2 separate regions of the Mus musculus genome follow, and region 1 is linked to region 2. The links are chromatin contacts, called in public promoter capture Hi-C maps. All regions are on one chromosome and are shown on one strand. The core of a region is the stretch at or near the end of the contact, and the rest is flanking DNA. Distances in the headings are between cores, read along the strand shown. Region 1 has its middle 28 kb from the start of Gm30501. Region 2 holds the start of Hs3st4 (heparan sulfate (glucosamine) 3-O-sulfotransferase 4).

Region 1 (7,368 bases), core at 2,772-5,271, 1.2 Mb after region 2:
GGAGCATGTGGGGCAATGGTCCTAAGCCTTGTCTGAGAATTGCTATTACTTCCTCTCTGTTTGCCCTCTCTGGGCTTCCAGCTATCCTCCAAATATGCTAGGTCAGTGATTGTCAACATGTGGGTCATGATCCCTTTGGGGGTCATATATCAGATATCTTGCCTATCAGCTATTTAATGGTAGTAAAATTACAGTTATGAAGTAGCAATGAAATAAATCTTGGCTGGGGGTCACCACAACAGGAGGAACAGTATTCACTGGGTCACAGCATTAGGAAGCTTGAGAGCCAGTGCCCTAGGTCATCCTTGGGACCTTCCAGCAGGATTCACCAAAATTCAACTTCAGTTATAATCTTTTTGAAAAGTATTTTACAGTCAAAGAAAAATAAACAGCCAGGAAGGATTTATGAAAAAAAATAAATTTAATTCTAAAGAAATAATACATTTCCTTTTGTGCTTGCAAACTGACACAGCACTGGCACAGATGACGTAGCTGGCCCAGCACTGGCACAGCTGGCACAGCTGGCACAGCTGGTATAGCACTGGCACAGCTGGCACAGCTGGCACAGCTGGTATAGCACTGGCACAGCTGGCACAGCTGGTATAGCACTGGCACAGCATTGGCACAGCTGACATAGCTGACATAGCACTGGTAGAGCACTGGCACAGCATTGGCACAGCTGGCACAGTATTTGACACAGCACTGGCATAGCTGGCCCTGGTTAGAATCAGAAGCTCAGGATCCTCTGTCACTGTTTACCCAAAATCAGAATTGCAGCAAGATGATGTGTTTGCTCTGAGCCCCCAAGAGACATGCTAGCATCTTACCAGAAGCTTTAGAAAGGGCTCCTTTGTGTCTTCAATCTGGCCAAAGTGGGTGGCACATGCCAAGGGGACTCTGGACATCTAGATAATGCCAACGTCAGGCTAGTGGCACAACCTAGCACTGGTGTGAGGGCTTTGGAGGGTTGGGACTGAGGCCACATGGAGAGTTGACTTACTGCTTCCAAGTGGAAATGCAGGGTCTGCCTTGTTACTTCAAATGATTTGTCACTTTAGAGTCACCCTGTGGGACCAGATACCTATGTCAATTCCCTCGATGACAAAGGCATCATCACACATTTTAAGGTAAAATGTACCAGCATTTTAAAAAACCTAGAGGAAAAAATAAACTTGATATGCTCCAAATACAAAGGGGAAAGAGTCTTTCAGCGGTGGGATAAGCCCTAGAAGTGAAGCTGGGGTGTTCAACACTGGAGGGAGGGGCAGACCACCTGTCATTTATGGGTAAACAATGGAGAAACACAAGAAGCAAGGTGGAGCCTTGCCTTGCTCTGCTTCTGTGACCTGAGGTAAGCTGTCTCATCCTTCTGCACCCATCTCTTCACCTATAAAGGTGTATGATTTGTATCCTAGAGGCCAAATCCACGAGTGATACAGTGAGGCACTTTGAGCAATGTCAAATAAACACTTAAAACTGGCACTGTGCACACCTCTTGCTCCTGCTAACTTCCAACCCACATTGAACTCTTACCATGAGTTCCCCAGACTTCCTCTCTAACAAATTCTCCAAATGAATATGCACATAAGATGTGTGGTAGCTATGCTTCTGAGGCCTCTCCCTGAAGGTTGTTTGAGCCTGTCTTAACCCAGCATCAGCCAGCAGGGTACACCTAAATCCTTGCCTTCTTTGAAGCCTGCGTTCCCAAGTCTATTCTGCACTGAAGATCCTTCAAATGCTGCACAGTTTCAAAGCAGATCCATTTATTTGTTCAACAGATCTATCAGGTATCTCCAGTGTCCCGAGAATACCTTACAGGTACAGGTATGGATAAGATACCTGACTCTCAAATTACCCAAGGAGCTAAAGGGAACTGCAACCCTATAGGTGGAACAACAATAGAACTAACCAGTACCCCGGAGCTCTTGTCTCTAGCTGCATATGTATCAAAAGATGGCCTAATCGGCCATCACTGCAAAGAGAGTCCCATTGGACTTGCAAACTTTATATGCCCCAGTACAGGGGAACCCCAGGGCCAAAAAGGGGGAGTGGGTGGGTAGGGGATTGGGGGGCTGTGTATGGGGGACTTTTGGGATAGCATTGAGAATGTAAACGAGGAAAATACCTAATAAAAAAATAAATTTAAAAAAAAAAAGATACCTGACTCTCAGGGTGTTGTTTTTGTAGGCTCATGGAGGAATTGGTTATGCCACACAAGAACATAACTAACAGGATAATGTTGGAGCCCAGTAAAGATCACCAATTTGGGGTCAAAATGAGAGCACCCATTTCAAGGCCCCCTCCTGCTACACTCCTAGGCAGAACGGTTTGAAGTACCTCATTTTGACTGAAGGGTGAATCCCTGGGTGTTTTCAACAGTCATCTTCTTTTTAAATTTGCTTATTCATTTGCCCGTTTAATTATTTATCCCACAAGTATATGTTAAGGCCAAAGATTCTTCTGCCCAGCACCGGGAACTCAGAGTGGAACAGACCTAGTCCCTACCTACATGAGACAAAACTTCCCCATTGGTTAGCAGAGCTATTCCAGTCAGATCAGCTGGGATACCAGGTGCCCTGATAGTGTCGGCTGACATTGAAGAATTTTAAAGGCTGAATAGAAAATGTCCAGGCTTCATTTCTGAGGCAAATGCACAGAGATGGAAACTTCCTTCCAGTAGCTGCAGGGAGGACAGGGTAGCTTCAGAGTGTGGAGTGGGGCAGGGAATACAGAAAATGAGGGCTGGGACAAGAGGTAGCTTGTGGAATACTTGGGTGAGATATACAGCCTGGACCTGGAGAAGGAAGGAAGAGGGTGGTGCAGGAAACAACTCTGGGTTCTGCCATCCTTGAGAGAAGTACCCACATATGTGCCAGAGTCATCCATTATCCACTCCTGGCCCCTGGTGGGCAGACATGCACATAACCAGCATCACCACCATAGGAAGGAATGGAGCGTACAGTAGCTGAAATTGTGCACATCTTCTGACGGAGCTGTTGAGTTGGTAAAGTTCTTTCACCTGATTTAAAAGTCAAGTCACAAGTTCAGAAAGTCAGGGAAGATTCCCCTCCTCCCACGGTGCAACACTGCTTCCCTCTCCGGTCATCCATCTGCATGCGATCCATCTGCCTCCTCTCATCTCCTGTCCGTATCTATTGGTATTTTTCTATAAGCTGTCCAGAGTCTCAAGCACACACATGTTCAGTTGCCTGGACTTTTAACATTTGTGCTATTGAAAAATGGACTTTAGGGAAGTAAAGCTATAGTCAGTTTTGCATTACAAAGAGTTCTGTTCCATAGCCCTGTGGGGAAAGGTCTACAGAAGGCGGTCCTACAGGTGGGACCAAGAGAACAATTGGGCAGTTCACATGGGGATTTGAACTGAGCAATTGATGGAGAAGATCGGTGAGAATAAGTTCTGGCATTAGAATGTTCATACTCAGTGACTCACAGCATGTGAGGGGGAGACAGGGAGATGCTCTGTAGGAGCTGCGGGGTATGAAAGTGGGCACAGGAAGCCAGAGTTAGAGAGAAGCACATGAGCTGCACAAAATGTGGTAGAAAAGGGAGTCCTGGAGTGCAAGGTGTAGACTTCTGGGAGCTGTCGTTGCTGAACCAGGAGTGATAGACCAGCTCACCAATCAGGAAGAGGGGCTGAGATGTCAAGAGAACACCCATTCCCAGAGTGCTCTAGAAATGGAGCCTACCAGAGAAGCAGAGAAAGAGCTGATCGGGAGAATACAGCGTGAGGTTCAGAGAAAATCTGAGGAGCCCACCAACCAGGTCAGAAGAGCAGGAGGGTCAGCAAGGTATAGACATTCACTGGTGACATTTCCAAAGCAGTTTCAGACACCACTGCGAAGATAAGGAGGCAGAGACAGTATCTCAGGCTAATTTTAAATCGATGTTTTTATTGTGGGGGAGGGGCAATGAAAGATCAGCTTTCTGCCATGGGCTGCTTATAGAAACACCAGGGAGACGTCTCAGAAGCCTGTTGATGTCAGGCTCCGCTCAGCTGCAGCACGCTGCTCTTTTATTGTTTTCAGATGCAGTGCAGGCACCTGATCTTAAAACCTCCTGAGGTGGTACAGAGACGGCTGCTGAAGCTCAACAGAGGCAAAGTGGGACATGGAGGGACCGTGGTTATCAAACTGATTTTTCCAAAGTGGGAGAAATTCTCCAGCATTTGGAGACCATCATGACAAAAGTAAAGAGGCAGAAAGGACGTACAAAGACGCTGCGTGGGAGGGAGGAGTCAGTGTTCATGGTCCAGCTTGGGGGAGGAGTCGGTGTTTATGGTACAGCTGGAGGGGAAGAAAAGTCAGTCTCTATGGTACAGCTGGGGGAGGAGTCAGTGTCCATGGAACAGCTGGGGGGAGGAGTCAGTGTTCATGGTACAGCTGGGGGAGGAGTCAGTGTTCATGATACAGTTGGTGGGGAGGAAAGAGTCAGTGTTCATGGTACAGCTGGGGGAGGAGTCAGTGTTCATGGTCCAGCTTAGGGGAGGAGTCAGTGTCCATGGTACAGCTGGGGGAGGAGTCAGTGTCCATGGTACAGTTGGAGGGGAGGAAAGAGTCAGTGCCTATGGTACAGCTGGGGGAGGAGTCAGTGTCCATGGTCCAGCTTAGGGGAGGAGTCAGTGTCCATGGTACAGCTGGGGGAGGAGTCAGTGTTCATGGTCCAGCTTAGGGGAGGAGTCAGTGTCCATGGTACAGCTGGGGGAGGAGTCAGTGTTCATGGTCCAGCTTAGGGGAGGAGTCAGTGTCCATGGTACAGCTGGGGGAGGAGTCAGTGTTCATGGTCCAGCTTAGGGGAGAAGTCAGTGTCCATGGTACAGTTGGAGGGAAGGAAAGAGTCAGTGCCTATGGTACAGCTGGGGGAGGAGTCAGTGTCCATGGTACAGCTGGGGGAGGAGTCAGTGTCCATGGAACAGCTGGGGGAGGAGTCAGTGTCCATGGTACAGCTGAGGGGAGGAGTCAGTGTCCATGGTACAGCTGGGGGAGGAGTCAGTGCTCATGGTCCAGCTTAGGGGAGGAGTCAGTGTTCATGGTACAGTTGGAGGGGAGGAAAGAGTTAGTGTCCATGGTACAGCTGGGGGGAGGAGTCAGTGTCCATGGTACAGTTGGAGGGGAGGAGTCAGTTTTCATGGTACTGGGGAGGGAGAAGGAGTCATTGTTCATGGTACAGCTTGGGCAGACAGGGTATCAGAGGGTACTCTTCCCTTCTGAGGGGAGAAGAAAGAAGGGAGGAAGAAGATGTTCACAATAGTGATGCAGAAAGAGCATTTTTTTTCTCCTAGTGACAATTTCCTTTATGACCAAATGGATGGTTAGTTTGTGTCTTAGTCCACTTTGTTGCTATAAGAATGTGACTGAAGCTGGGTAATTTGTAAAGAAAACAGCAAGTTTATAGTTCCTGAGGTTCCCCGGGCAGAGGTGGCACACGCCTTTAATCCCAGCACTTGGGAGACAGAGACAGGCGGATTTCTGATTTCTAGGCCAGACTGGTCTACAAAGTGAGTTCCAGGACAGCCAGGACTACACAGAGAAACCCTGTCTTGAAAAGAAACAAAAACAAACAAACAAACAAAAAATAGTTCCTGAGGTTCAAAAGCATGGCACTGGCTCCAACTGGGGGTCTCTTGACCCAATGGGGAAAAGGAAAGAAAGGTTACAAGTGAAGAAAGGGAGCAAGGGACCAAGGAAGGTCCCAGCGGACTCTATAGCAAGCTACTCTCCAAAGACCTAACCCAGTCCTCAAAGAACTTTAATATCACCTGGGACCTTGTAATAGACTCTGCCTCTCAGAAGTCCCACTACCTGTCTCCTCGCGCATGAACTTGGCTCCCAAACCCCATCTCACTTTGTAGCAGTTGGCTAAGAGGCAGAGGAAGCAGGAACGGCTTGCTAAATAAGAAAAGTTAGAAACCATGCTTCAGTGACCCTCCTGAATAAATCATTCTCAACTCTGTGTAAACTTTAGGGGAAGGTAAATTCCAGGAGGGTGGGCCCTCTCTCCCAGTGTCAGTCACTGTCCTGCCCAGGTCTACTCCACACATTCAATAATAGCAAGAGGAAAGGTACCTCTGGGCTGCAAGAAGATGGATTTTAGAAGAAATGAGAGCTCTCTAGGTGGTAGAAGGGGATTAAATTCTTCATTTGGGGAAGAGGGTGCAATCCAGGTGCTGGGGAGACTCCTTTTTATAGTAGAATCACTCAACAGGGACCAAGCTGCTTCACAGGGTAATTAGCTCCCAATATTCTAGGAGGCTTGATGTTGAGAGGAAAGATGGGCAGAGGTACCCAGGAATCTGTAGGTCTCAAAACACTCACCTGCATTGCCTGCCTCTGAGGGAGGCCACGTGGCCTCCGCCACATGGGCACTGCTGCTCCGCGGGCTTACCAAATTGCCTTGCTTTATTTAAAAGCCAAAGAGGAAAACAAACCCCAGCCCAAGGAAGAAGCAATTTTGGCATTAAATAAAAGGAATGTTTTTATCCTGCAATGAAAACGCTGTGATCTTGGAACACAATTTGCATAAACAGACAGTTTGGCTGTAAACAACCTCACCAGTAACTGGTATTTACATATAGAACAACTCAGTCAAAACCCAATTAAAGGCTCTGATGGATTGGGGACTGTCAAAACATTTAAAAGGCTTCGCAGCAGCCTGGCGATTTATACGCCTCAGTTGGACCAGGAGCTCTCGATTGTCCGCCCAGCTGCTCTTTTCCTTGCCTCAGCCTTCTACAGACCCAGCGATCACCAGAACATTCCTCACGTCAGCAGCCTGGCCGCCATGTAGGGGAAAGAGTTCTAAGCCAGCTGCTGGCCTTGGGGACTTTGCTTTGACCTAGCAACACGGAAATACAGACCAGATCGTAGTGTCTGACTTGAATAGAGAAAGCAGGGAGGAAAGTCCTCATGTGAAATTTGGGCATAAAGTTATCTGGGGGAGGTTTTAAAGATACCTCAATCAGTACAATTCTTACAAGTATGAGGATCCGAGGTCAGATCTCCAGACCCCCACATAAGAAGCCAGGGACATCAAGTGCTGTGATCCCTGTGATAAGCGCTGGGACTGCAAAGACAAGAAGGTCCCCCGGACTAGACAGACTGGCCAAATCAGTGAGCTCTAGATTCTCAAAGCAATCAAGTAAGACATCCAACAGTAATGTCTGGTCTTCACACACATGTGCAAATACATACATAACCACTTGTACCTACAGCACACACACACACACCCTGGAGAATACATGTCTGATGAAGCTATAGGCCATCATCATGGCTGAGGTTGGACACAATGGTCCCAGATGCTGATACTCTCAAGCAAACCCTTGAAGAGCATGACAGCAGAACAGGGCTCTCT
Region 2 (7,227 bases), core at 2,304-4,803:
GGGTGGACAGTGTCTGGAGAATAATGACTATTAGACATTCTCCTGACTATTGCTGCTTACTTAAAAAAAAAATCTCTTCAATTAAACAACTACCCCTCCCCCAAATCCTTCTGGTATTTTTCTTTTTAAAATGTCCAGAAAACCACAGTTCAAGTGACTCAGAGATAGTGTCTACTCACCAGGCTTTGAGTCACAGCTGTCATGTTCTCAGCAGTTTAGGAAGTTACACTTCAGTGAACTCTGTGGACTGGGATAGAAGCAAGGGCATGCATACATTTTTCAGGGACAACATTTTAATAGGAAAAGAAGCAGGCAGGTTCTGAGCCAAAATTTAGATCCAACTAATTATTGCTGGCCACCACACATCAGGCACACAGCCAGGTATCTTTTGCATATGTTAGCTAATTCAATTCAATCCTTAAAAAAAAATTCAGGTGACTCTTATCATTCTTTATTTAACTACATAGAAAGTATGCAAAAAAAAAATCTGCTCGGAAGCTATTAACTAGTAACTAAGGTTACTAGTAAGGTGTGTCTTGATTCTGTCACCTGAAGATGCAAAAGCATAATACAGTATCATCATAGAAATTGAGACCACACTTATCAGGCAGGGCTGTGGGGTGCATGAAAGGTGAGACTTCCAAAGGAAAGAGGTTGAAGTTTATTAGTTAGGGAAAGATCCAAAAAGGGCATTAACAGAGGCGAGAAGCATTCCTCAGGGGCATTGATCCACTTGCTATTGCTGCCTAGGATGAATAGAAATGAGGTGTTGGGAGGCCTGGAGATGCGTTGGGAGAAAGCTGTGAAAACTCAGATAGGCCTGAGTGAGCACGGATGTTGGCAGTGGAAACAAAACACAATCCTACTTCTCCTCTCCAGACCCAGTGGGCATTGCAGCTTGGAGTTGGCATTCTCTCTACATAGCATCTTTTTATTCTAAGTTTCTTAAGGACATGTTCTCAGGGACCCCTTTTATATAGAGAAGCATGCAACTACCTCAGTATAGATTGCACAGAGTTTCTCTCTAAGAAACAGAACACACACACACACACACACACACACACACACACACACACACAGAGAGAGAGAGAGAGAGAGAGAGAGAGAGAGAGAGAGAGAGAGAGAGAGAGAGAGAATGCATGCCTCTTCCCCATCACTTCTTGGACATGGTGTTTGACCAATAAGATGTCATTCATTGTTTGTTTGTTTGTTTTGATGTCATTCTTTTAGGTATCAGAAAGAAAAGGGATCCTGAGAAATCTTCCTGACAAGATTTCTCAGATAAGAGTCATAAATGTGCAGGCACAACCCAGATGGACAGGGGAAAACACAGAGCCTGTAGGCTCTTCTGGAAGGCCTGAGTTCTAGATCTGAGTTTTCAGGCTTAGTTGTGGTTTGTATGTGCTTGGCTCAGGGAGTGGTACTATTAGGAGGTGTCTCCTTGTTGGAGTAGGTGTGGCCTTGTTGGAGGGAGTGTGTCTCAGTGGGGGTAGGCCTTAAGACCTTCCCCCTAGCCACGTGGGAGCCAGTCTTCTGTCTGCCTTTGGATCAAAATGTAGAACTTTCTGCTCCTCTAGCCCTATGTATGCCTGGACGCTGCCGTGCTCCCACATTTATGATAATAGACTGACCCTCTGAACCTATAAGCCAGCCCCAATTAAATGTTGTCCTTTGTAAGAGTTGCCTTGGTTATGGTGTGTCTTCACAGCAGTGGAAACTCCAACTAAGAGAGTTGGGTATTCAGAATCAGTAAGTAGACTGATCCTCCAGGGAAAGTCTGCAGTTTTCAACCATTTGGAGTCGATTTAAACATTTTCCCTTCTTCCTGCTGCCTGCCAGATATCTACTATCAGCTTGCCCTTTCTGGGCTACATTTTAACACCATTTTATGAAAAAAATTTGTTTCCCAAGTCTGAGAACACATCTTTAGTGAGAACTGCATACAGGGCAGGTCTGTTTTGACTGCCGAGAACCGAGAGAGTCTGAGAACTGGGGGTCAAGAGCAGCAAGGCTCTGGCTTCAGCATCCTAGTGCCCTAGCTAGCAAAAGAAGTCCAACCCGAGGCAGTGGCAACATTAGCAGACACCGAACTTCCTATCTGACAGCTGCACTTGGAGTTGAAGGAGGGCTGGATGAAGTGGCATTTCTGTCAGCTTCAGCTGGTCCTTCCCATTAACATTACAGTAATGGAGTTGTGTGGTGGTTGAAGAAAAGCATCGCTAGTTACAGGGGGTGATTTACAGGACACCAGACTCCGTATTTCAGAGTCTCCTGTGTACCATAAAAAATGTATTATAAAGGAATAATCTTTATCTGAACCGAAGCTGCGGTGTGGAAGACTCATGTCCAGCTGAGAGCAGCAGCGAGCTTTTGTTCACCCAGGGAAAAGTCCCCGGTCTTCGTCATATTTGATTAACATTTTTCCTCTCTTTGGCACTAGGTATCTTGTTAATATTTAGACATTATATACATTTTCTTTCAACTATTGTTCCCATTATGAGATCAAATAGAACAGGAGAAGCCAGCCTCTGCAGCAGAAGAGGGAGAAAGCTGATAGTCTGGGTAACCAGCTAACTGTGCCTAGCAGGGTAGAGCACATTAGAGCCAGTGCCAGTACTCACGAAGAAGGGCTCCTGAGAGCCTCCCTAGATGGACGCTCCCCCAGTTCTAGGTTCCATCTTCCCCTTCTCCTGCGCTAAAGGCTACAACAAACCAGTCCACTTTAGAATCTCGCAAAGCCTTTAATACCACCGAGTGAGAGGAGGGATGGAAATCTCTCTGCTAAGCACAGGCACCTAAAATATTCAGTGAAGTGACACGCAGACATCCCTCTGCTTATTTGGTGTTTGGAGGGATGAGGACCCCAGTCTGTGTCAGCTCAGGGAACCCCAAGCTCCCTTAGCCCGCAGTGCCTCCCACAGGGCACAGGTGGGTGCACCTGTGGTTAAAGGGACCCGGTAGGGGACAGCGCCATCTCCCAGCAGAAAGTACAGTCTCTGGGTGAAAAGGCAGGGGCAAAAGCTTCTAGTCTGGGAAACCTTGGGGTCTGTGTCAAAGCTCCACCCATCAGGAGCCTCAAAGATAAGGCTGGGGAGGTGGAAGTTGGGGTGGGGAAAGAACTGCATCAGAAAGCAAGGCAGGAGAAAGCTAGGGAAGAGACAGTCAGAAATGGGCTGAGTTTTCTCAGAGTCCCATCGGAGGAGACCTGGGGGAACTTGTCACTGCTAGGATCTCAGCTTCTCCAGCGCAGGACGGTCCAGGCCAGCTCTGGGTTACAATTCCCTCCAAGAGTCTGGAGCGAACGCTGGCGAGCGCGGACACCTCCGACTCCCGTGGGAGCGCAGCGCTAGGGCGGGGCGAGGTCCTCCGCGCGCGCTTGGCGGCGGCTGGCGGGGGCCGGGATCTCCGCTCTCCCGGGCGCCCCAGCCTTGGCGCACGCCTCCGCTCTCGCGCACCCCCTCCGCAGGCACGCGCGAGGCGCACCCCTCCTTCCCCGGGCGGCGGCGGGCGCGCGCCCGGCCCCCTCGCCTCCGCCCCTCGGCGCCGGTCCTCTCTCCCGGCAGAAAGTTAGCAGCAGGGAAGGAACTCGGGGCTGCGGGAGCGGTAGCCGCGGCAGCGCGGGGAGAGCGGGGCGCTGCGCACGGAGCAGGTGCCGCCGCGACTAGGCGCCCCCCTCGGGCTCCTGGCCTGAGGTTGAGGGGGGCGGCGGGGGCTCGCGAGGGGAGGGGGCCATGCGTCCGGGCTTGTCCCCGGCGCAGCGGGACGGCAGCCAGGGCCGGGGGCGCAGCGGCGTCGCTCCATGCAGCCGGGGCGGCTGGGCGGCGGCGGCGGCGGCGGCGGGGGCGGCGGCTGAAACCATGTCCGGGCAGCGCCGGGGGCCGCCGCCGCCGCGAGCCGGGAGCCGCGATGGCCCGGTGGCCCGCACCGCCTCCGCCTCCGCCGCCGCCGCCGCCGCTCGCCGCGCCGCCGCTGCTGCCCGGCGCCTCCACTAAGGGGCCGCCGGCGCGCAAGCTGCTCTTCATGTGCACCCTGTCCCTGTCCGTCACCTACCTGTGCTACAGCCTGCTGGGCGGCTCGGGTTCGCTGCAGTTCCCGCTGGCGCTGCAGGAGCCCCCGGGATCCGCCGCGGAGCCCCCGCCGAGCCTGCTGTCTCCCTCGCTGCCGCCTCCCCGCGTGCGCCCCGGCGCCTCCTCGCCGCCGCCGGACAACGCGAGCCGCGGGCCACCGCCCGAGCCCCCCGAGCGCTTCACGACTCCTGCGGCCGACGGCTGGGGACTGGCGAGCGGCGGCGGTGCTCGGGACGCCTGGCCCAGGAGCCCGCCTGCCCCCGGAGACGCGGTCACAGAGCAGGACGCGCTGTTGGGGCGCGGGGCGCAGGAGCCAGGCGCAGCCGAGGAGCTGGAAGGCCGGAGGGCGGCCAACGGGAGTGCGGAACGGGGCCCCGCCAGCACCCCTGATTATGGGGAGAAGAAGCTGCCCCAGGCACTGATCATCGGGGTCAAGAAAGGAGGGACACGCGCGCTGCTGGAGGCTATCCGAGTCCACCCGGACGTAAGGGCAGTGGGCGTAGAGCCGCACTTCTTCGACAGGAACTACGAGAAGGGGCTGGAATGGTACAGGTAGGAGGCTGCTGCGGAGTGCCAGACGCATAAGGGGTCCCGAGAGCCCATAGCCAGAGCATCCAGGGGAGGGCAGTGGGAGCCCTGGCCTGTTTGCGCAGAGTCCCGGTACAGATGAGAGAACAGGACTCCAGCTAAAAGATCACTTTATTTCTGGGAAAGGGGAGGAGCAGGTGCCTTGGAGAACTACCAGGCTTCAAATCTGGGAATCCCCAGCTCTCCCGCCTGTCTGTGGGGTGTTTCCCAATCCAGGCCAATACAGGGCGCTGGGCTTCTAGTTGAGAACAAGCGGAGGAATGAGACAGGAGAGCTAAATTGACGACGAGCTTTGAGATCCCCAGGAATCAATCTAAAGCGCCCTCAAAAGCGTTTGTGTGGCTGGAATCCAACTTCAGTGTTTTAAGGTCAGAGCAAAATGAACAGTTAAAAAAAAAAAAAAAAGACGGTGTAGGCGCTTTGGCTATTTCCTACCTCTGTAACTTTATGTTCCTCTTGGCTGAATGAACACTGGGTTGATTTAGTATCAGGAGCCTAGGTGTCTAGATACCAGTTGGTGCTATAAGTATGTCTGTGCCCTGTGCAGAGATCCTTCTAATTTGAGCATCCTTGGAGACAGACTGGAGTTACTTCTGCTGGGAGTTATATACCTCTTTCTGACAGGACACCATCAGGTGTTGGAACTGCGAGGGAGGAAAGGAGCAGGAGAAAGTTAAGTGCAGGTCAGATAGCGATTATCTGTCTTTCTTGCCAGCCCCGACATTAAAACAACATTGGTGCGTGCACATGCTCAGAATGCAAGCCCCTTTCTCTCTTGTCCCTCCTCTTTCCTCCCTCTTCATATCTTTCTGGATAACAGATCTGGACGGGTGGCCCCATCTCGATCACATTTCAATAATTAATTGCAACTGTCAAACAGAAACAGAGCCCTTGTCCGCTGAAGCGATGCTATCAGTTCCACAGAGCCAATAGGTAAAATGTCCTGTGACAGGGTTGCTTTCCTGTGGAAGAGACATGCTTCCTGGGTTTAGATTACAGCCTGGGAAAAGTTTGGGCCATTATTTTGGGAATACGTAATAAGCATGTGTGTTGTGACTGTTTTCTCCCACTTTTGAAAAAAATTGTCTTGTGCCTTAAAAGCTGCAGAGAAGTACACCGAGCCATAAACATTCCAGCACATCACACTGAGACAGGGAGTGTGTCTGTTAATGTCTTGTCTGTTTCAACAGCAAGAACTAATTGGGATATTTTAGGAGGCTTCAAACAGTCCCTTCCTATCAAAACATAAAACAGCAAGTGCCTAATTTAACTGGAAAAAAATCCTTATTTATAACATCACAAGCCATGGCTTCCAGTTTGTGATTATAATTAAAAAGGTGTTAGGATGATTAATGCAACAACAGCAAAATAAAGACAGGGGAAGATGTCTGGGAAGGGTTCAGCTGTTTGCTGGTGAGCTACAGGAATGTCCTGATTTTTTCTGTGGGGTAGCTTTAGCCATCGGAGGGGAAGCAGGCATCCCCCCTCCTGGTTCTAATTTTAAAGCTGCGCATCTTGTGGGAAGTGTCAGATGCCCTTTAAGAGAGGAATAAAGATCAAATCTTGCAGCATGTGTTTTGGGTGGCTTTGCTGCAGTGGGGCTACAGAAAGAAGTGATTTATTTGGATGACCAATAAAGTTCACGGGAATGCTTGAACGAGGAAGTCCCTATCTTGGGGCCAGGAGAGTTTTCTAAATGAAAGGAAAGAGATGATAGATTTCTTAGGTTCTTTTACAGTGATGCCAAGATGAGATACATAAGCTACCTCACGGTCATGGCTACCGAAGGTGTGCGGTGTAGAGATAATTCCAGCCTCCTGATCCCAGCCAACATTTGTGGCATGTGTGGCTTGGTATTTGTTAGCCCTTAGTAGAGCTGCTAAACACAAATGGTATGCCTAGGGCAAGGTCAGCTTGGGCCCAGGTATGAGAACCATTTGGTATCTCTTGGTCCTCAACCCCTGGCCCTTATTCTCTTGCCATATAGAGATGCAAGACTGAGTGATGCTGATTGGAAGTAAGGCAGAGACTCTCTTTAAGAGCAAGCCTCATGGAAGTGTGTGACCATCTAACAACACAGGCTCCATTAGCCACTGAAACATGGCTGATGGAAAGACTCCTGGAAGCTCCTGGGGAATCACTGGTGAGCTTCCCAGCCTCACAGCTGTGCTTTGAAGACATTTGTGAGACTTCATTAGTCTTGTCTTTTCATGCCTGCCCTGAGCCTCTCTCCCATGTAGGAAGAAGGGATGATAGATAGATCCTGATGTAGAAATCTGAGTAGTGGCTTTGATTCAAACCAGTTGTAGAAACTCTTTGTCTTGGTTCCCAGAGCAACTCTAGACCCTAAATGATGGCATCTTAACTTGCCCGTGCCATGTCTGCTGTCTACAATCTGGTGGCTTCATTGAAGAAGCACAGGTTAATTAAAGGTTTTAAATTTTCATTATGTATTTAACCATTTACCCTTCACTTATTTATCGTTTGAAATACTCCCAGTTGTCCACTGGTTCTGCAAGTGGTCCTGGATTTTGTGCTTTGAGCAAGAAGAGCTGGGACAAAACTGGAGCTG

The links. Promoter capture Hi-C pulls out the DNA fragments that hold promoters and counts their contacts.
Region 1: a promoter capture Hi-C map of hippocampal neurons shows a contact between it and region 2, with 12 times the contacts expected there. The contact joins the enhancer-like site here to the promoter of Hs3st4 in region 2. A contact is called at or near these places in 1 of 39 promoter capture datasets (hippocampal neurons), 5 of 484 Hi-C or Micro-C datasets (LSK cells, cerebral cortex, cortical neurons and 1 more), 4 of 115 datasets of contacts at active chromatin or transcription factors (embryonic forebrain, forebrain, neural progenitor cells and 1 more) and 1 of 9 other capture datasets (embryonic stem cells).

Annotation. Positions count from the first base shown.
Region 1 is chr7:125,178,855-125,186,222 of GRCm38.p6, forward strand. No RefSeq gene overlaps it. Among named protein-coding and RNA genes, the nearest start is that of Gm30501, 28 kb to the right of the region's middle. Within about 2 kb of position 4,022, at least 12 of the 459 cell types and tissues checked have an H3K27ac peak or open chromatin away from gene starts, as enhancers often do. A contact at or near this core is called in cerebral cortex and hippocampal neurons, where this site is marked.
Region 2 is chr7:123,979,275-123,986,501 of GRCm38.p6, forward strand. It overlaps Hs3st4 (heparan sulfate (glucosamine) 3-O-sulfotransferase 4), which reads left to right and starts at 3,554. Exons shown (of 2, transcript NM_001252072.2): 1 at 3,554-4,619. The coding sequence starts at 3,907. It overlaps Gm26974 (a long non-coding RNA gene), which reads right to left and starts at 4,180. Exons shown (of 4, transcript XR_003946874.1): 1 at 4,051-4,180; 2 at 180-247.